Regions from separate parts of the Triticum aestivum genome. Here region 2 is linked to region 1. A link is a contact called in public Hi-C data. All regions are on one chromosome and are shown on one strand. The core of a region is the stretch at or near the end of the contact, and the rest is flanking DNA. Distances in the headings are between cores, read along the strand shown. Region 1 holds the start of LOC123092753. Region 2 holds the start of LOC123092755 (putative HVA22-like protein g).

Region 1 (2,945 bases), core at 247-2,746:
AGTCTCATCAAATGGATCTTCTCAGGCTCTCACTGGTTCTCAGCCTGTGTTCGCAGCCAGGTCGTACATGTCTTTCCTCTGAATAATTGGAGAACTATCTCTGGTTTATTTAATAAAACGAGGCAGTTTCGCCGCTTCTTATTCCTGCCTCTGGGTTGGGGAAAAGAAGATCGGTCTTGTTAAATCTCAGTCCACATAGGCTTGATTTTTTTTTTTCGAAATGGGGGGTTCGCCCCGGCCTACATAGGCTTGATTATGCCTCAGTCGATGTTATATTCGTAAGATTTTGCATTGAGGCCCGTCCAATTTTTTTTTCTTTCTCACATGTTATTATGTCACTTGACTGGGATCTAGCCACACTGAATTCAGTTTTGGCAAATACGATTTGTTGGCAACAGTTGCCCTCTTACTTCACACGCGACTCGGGAAAAGATTAGGGTTTCCATCTTCCTCGCCAACGCCGCCTCCGGTGCCCCCCCCCCCGGTTTGGTAGGAGGGATCATGTCCTTGCATTAGGTAGTTTTAGTGTCTTGGTCAAGGGCAGTGGCGTCACTGCAGGGTTAGAATAATGTCCTCCCATCTGATTTCCGCTCGGACAATGCGCCTAGTGTCGACGGACGGCGTGTGGAGGTGTGTCTACGTCAAATCTTCTTTGATCTAGTCGGCGATGGATTTTGGTGAATCTGCTTTGGATTCAGCCAGCCCATGTTTTCGTTGATTTGTTTGCATGGATGGCCTTTTCGATCTACACTTCTCATCCTCGATGGTGGTTGTTGTTCTGGTGCGCTGCTCATTTGGAGACACGGTGATTTTTTGATTGTCTACTACAACAAGATTTCCCTGGCTTTGGTGAGGGAAAGAGATGGCGACGGTTTACCTTTGGCTTGAACCAGTGCTTGTATTTGTCTCTAGATGGTCCAATGATCTAGTTATAATTTTTGTTACTTTTGGGGATCTTTGTACTGCTATTGCAAATTATTAACAGACTGGAGGACTTTTCGAAAAAGAAGAGCTAGCGTGATGTCACGAGGAAAACTATTTCGATGAGAGAACCGAGAATCCAACGGCGAACTCTACTCTTCCATTTTGTATAATTTCTGATTTCTTATTTTGTCAGAAGGGGGGTATTTTCCTCCATAATTCTAGTTTTCTTTAGGGCATGTTTGCTTGCAGAACAGGGCGAATGTTGTGTGATGGTTCCATTCCCTTTGAATGAGATGATTTCAATTATATATCTAATTGTTAAATCTCATGTTTGCTTGGAGAGATGGAATTGATGAATTTATTTTTTCTCACCTCTTGTAAAGGAATGGTGAGATTATCTCTCACAAGCATGTGTAAAAGATGAATAATGGGGACGAGGCGATTTGGTGCTCGGGCTCAGATGACCCTGAAATCTGATCCTTTGGTTAGTGCGTTGGGATCGTAGATAGTGTGTCAGACGTGGCAGAGTTGAACCAGGAAAAAATAAGGATACGAGACCTATACGCCCCGCTGCAGTGCGCTCAGGTGGGCCCTTTTCGTAGCGCGCGGTGGTCATGGGCCGTGGTTCAGACGTTACAGGAAAGCTGAGCCGTCACACCTGGTCGTTGTGGAGGGTTCGTGGGGGTAGCTGACGAGTCGTGCGGCGGCTGCTGCTTCTTCCGGGGGCGCCGCGATGGAAGCTGACGGGCTGGAGTTCCTGCTGGATTCAGTAGACCGGTGAGTTCTCCTACACCAGCGCTCCTCCCCGGATCTGTGTGATTCATACAAATTTGTTTGCGTAATCCACGGAATTCCCCCATCCCCGGCCGCCGGTAACTCCGTTCTGGGTCGCAGATTTCCACTTAGGTAGGAGTTAGCCGATAGTTTGGAAGATGCAGACCCGATAGTCGCCGGCGAATCAAAACTGCGGGCCTGGGCCGCCTGGCAATTAGGCGACGGCAGCCCTAGGAGGTCCGAATGTGAGATCCGGCGAAGGAAGAATGATTCGCCGACATTTCTGCACAATCCTCGGGGAAGGTCAAACCGGATGCCCCTAGGTGCACGAGATAATGCAGAGTTTTTTTTCTCAGTTCAACGTGGCCATCATTTTGCTCGGCAACTAAGAATGTTCAGAAGGCAGGTGGCATGGTTGAATATTGCAGTATGTTCGCATCCTGTGATAAATGTCTAGTGCAATTCTAATATTACAGTATGTGATTTCTGTAAATTTGAATGTTCATTTACTGTTAAAATTAAAACGTGGGTTTGGTTAAATTCAGGTTGAGGCTAGACAGTGCCGCCCACCCACACACACAATAGAAGCCCATGTGCCTCACGGATGAGTGGCCTCAAGCAATCTATCCGCAAATTTACAGAAGAACCTACTAAGAGTGTGGTGAAACCAGAACTTGGTTTGAGTTTCGACTAGTTGGGTGAGGCGTATGACTTTGACAACTTTTGTTCAGCGGAGGTTGGCTTTGGGATATGGTATGGCAAGAGTAGACTGCATCCTGAGAGAACCAATTTAGTGCAAGAGATCGTGTATGGCTCTTTGGTGAGAGATATTTGTGTTCATCTGAATTTTGTTTTCGATGACAGTGCTTTCTGACAGGAGGGATTAACATGGATTATTTATTATGTGGACTTGATGTGCACGGACGAGCAAGTAGAAAGTTTTGAGTGGGTGTTTGCACAATTTCTTATTATGATGGGTGGACCTGCTCCAAAAACAATACTCATAGGTTTTGCACTGTACTAACTTGGGGCGGCAATATTCATTTCTGGTTTTCTTGCATTTGATATAGCTGACTAGTTGTTTTTGACAGTCTTTGCAGACTATATCATAGCTAAGCCGGCCATTGCCAAAGTGTATCCACACAGTGTGCACAGATGGTGCAAATGGCACATACTGAGAAAGCAAAGGAGTGTCTGGGTCCGTTGTGCATGAAGAAGAATGAGTTCAGACCTGAGTTTCACAAGGT
Region 2 (2,929 bases), core at 241-2,740, 190 kb before region 1:
AAATCTCCAAACCTCTCCATAACCGTCATAAGGGCAACTAAAATCCTAGACACAAGAAACATAACAAAATTTGCAAATTATTCCCCTAGGCTAATGCTGTGAACTTGTAATCATATAACTGAAGGAGCCACCTTACCAGTACTGACACCAGAATATGAGTTGCTCGATCTCAGGTTTGTTCAGTTCAACAGTCTTGTAGCACTCGTATGCAGGATACGCATAGCCAAAAACCAGCCTGCATGTAAATTGTGCGTCAAACACCAAAACTAAAATGCAAGTATTTATTGACTACCACACGCTATAAACATAATATCCATGATTTATTATCAAGTTCTTTTCCACGTGATTTGACTTAGAAGAAGAAATTGTTTTATTTTACACTTTGATCCGCTTTACAATAATCCACAAAGTGGATCAATTAGCCATTTTGAAGATGCACTGAATTTGAGCTTCTCAGCATCCTTCAACGGACTGATTTTTCGAGGCACTTGCCTGAAAGAACACGAACAAACATGGCCTAATATGGAGGCAGATCTCGATAAAAGATGTCGGTGGGGGCAATGTTGGTTTACATTTGTGAGCTTGTTTCAAAACAAGCCTGAAAAGTGAGTTTGACATGAACTGGCAGAAATCAAAATTAAATCAACGTGCCAAGACAAGAATATTCAAAAAGAATAAATCTGTATAAGAATGTAAGCAAAGAGAACATTTGACCGTTGTGCAATGCATTGAAAAATTAATCCCATGCTCCTCGACCTTGAGGCAATAAACATGTAGCATAATAAATATTATAAACTTGTGAATGCGTCCGGCCCGTATTTCACGCCGGGGAAGCGGGTTGACAAATCGACAGGAAGCAAGGCATCTCCCGATTTGTTTTTTAAAAAAAGAAGCAAAATAGTACTCCGAGCCCTCTGAACGGGCACCAACCAGCAACCAATGCATTATGATTTGAAGAAAATGAGAAGAAAAGTGCATGCCCATGCCGCCTCGGATCAGTTTCTTTTCAAGCCCAAAATGACAAATTTGGCAGGACCACGTTTTCAAATTTCAAGATTCAAACGGAGGGGGGAGGCGACTGCTTACAGGAGGATCCTGGAGACGAAGCCGCCCATCATCTTGTCCGACCGACCGTCTGCGCGCACCCAGATCCAGAGCACAAGTCAGAGGACACCACCGGCGCCGGAAAGGGGACGGCGAGGAAAACCTGGGCGAAGAGGGATCTGGACGGAAGGCGGCCGGAGAAGCGACGGTGGAGACGGCCGTCCGGGTGCTCGCGCGCCTCCCCGCTCCTGCCTCTAGGGAGGTTATCCCTCCTGTGCCGCGGCTAAATATACCCGGAATGCGGTGGGACGGAATGCGGAGAGGGGGAGAGAGAGCCGGAGGGGAGGCGAGGAGAGGAGAGGAGAGCACGTTCGCCGTCGGCTCTTGGACTCTAACCACCCCGACGGACCCCTTCCCTTGCTGGGTCTCTGTTTCCTTATTTTATCAGGTCTATTGAGTGGATGGACCTGGGGACGTTTCTTTAAGCGTCCCCTGTCTCGCTCCCTTGGGTAACCGGGATTTCTTTTCTTTTCTTTTTATTTGTTGCCACATAAGCAGGAATTTTCAACGCTGTGTACTTTTTTATACATATAAACTCGTATAGTATATGCCACCGTACTTCATTCCCCTTATCCGGCCGTTAGCAGTCGGCCTCTTCGCAACGCAGAAACTCTCCAGGAGGGATGGTTTAAACTCTGTCGAAATCAAGAACAGGTAAAAAAATTCTTTCAAAAGAAAATGTCGTTTTGGTTGTGCGTCAGGTGAGGTGATAATTGGGTCGTTTTACTTCGAGTGCAGCATAATAATGGATATCATGCCTTGATGATTCTCTCCGGTAATCATTCTCGCAATTATTCAGATGAGGTTCGGTTCTGTTCTTGAGACGACGGTACTACCGACATAAAGCAATTTTCATCGAGTGAGGCGTTGCATAGGATCCAAGCAACACAACACAGCACAGGCTCCGTCGACATGACATGCAGGTGAGCCCATGTAGGCGTAGGTGCATGTGCTTTGCCTTTAACCTGCACTGCAAAAAGGCTAAAAAGCGCCACTCACCGGAGTGGCAAAGTGGTTAAGCGAGCGGGGCGGAGCGGGTAGGGTGAAGAGAGCGCTTTGGGGGCACGGCGCAGATCCGTGCGGTGAGCTTCTTGTGCCTGCGTCGGTGGAATCTGGAATGACAGCCGCGCGCGTGGATCGGACAGGCAGCAGAGGGACACACCGGTGGTTGGCGGTCGATCTGGCTGCACACCGCGCACGTACGTGCCGGGAGGGAGGGACGTGACCACTGGTCCGGACGCGCGCCCGGGCCGCAACGTGGCCATGCATGCATGGTGGCCTGCCTAGGGCCTCTTTGATTCGTAGGATTTTGAAAACGTAGGAATAGGAAAAGTGTAGGGTTGGAGTGGCATGCCCATTTAAATCCTATAGAATTAGCAATGATTGTTTGATGCCACGGGAAAAACAAAAGAATTGTAAAAAAAGGTTGGAGTGGATGTTAAATTTCCTATGAAATGTAGTACAAAAGATTTCATAGGAAAAATTCCTATGGGATACAATCCTATGAATCAAATGACCAATATAGGAAAAAATCCTAAGGACTTCAATCCTTCAGAAATTTTATAAAATTCCTTTGAATCAAAGAAGCCCGAGTAGTAGCAGGAGGAGGAAGGAGTACGTGCTCCCTCCACTTTCTCACTGTGCGTGCACATGCGCGCTTCACATCGCCGGTCAGATCCCGGCGGCACCATCAATATGTTATATGTACCGTCTCTTCCGGGCGTTGCGTGCGCGCGCGAGCGGCTGGGATGATCTGTTGGTGGTGAGGGAAATGTGGTTGTTGGTCGATCGATCGGTCGAGATAGTAGTAGCTAATCTATCGACC

What was found. A called contact is a pair of places that touch in the nucleus more often than the background predicts.
Region 2: a contact with region 1 is called in a Hi-C map of leaf, with 5 times the contacts expected there. The contact joins the promoter of LOC123092755 here to the promoter of LOC123092753 in region 1. A contact is called at or near these places in 4 of 5 Hi-C or Micro-C datasets (leaf and root).

What each region holds. Positions count from the first base shown.
Region 1 is chr4B:466,980,309-466,983,253 of IWGSC CS RefSeq v2.1, reverse strand. It overlaps LOC123092753, which reads left to right and starts at 1,496. Exons shown (of 6, transcript XR_006444839.1): 1 at 1,496-1,701; 2 at 2,244-2,705; 3 at 2,790-2,945.
Region 2 is chr4B:467,167,790-467,170,718 of IWGSC CS RefSeq v2.1, reverse strand. It overlaps LOC123092755 (putative HVA22-like protein g), which reads right to left and starts at 1,490. Exons shown (of 7, transcript XM_044514577.1): 1 at 1,208-1,490; 2 at 1,087-1,135; 3 at 137-235; 4 at 1-45. The coding sequence starts at 1,118.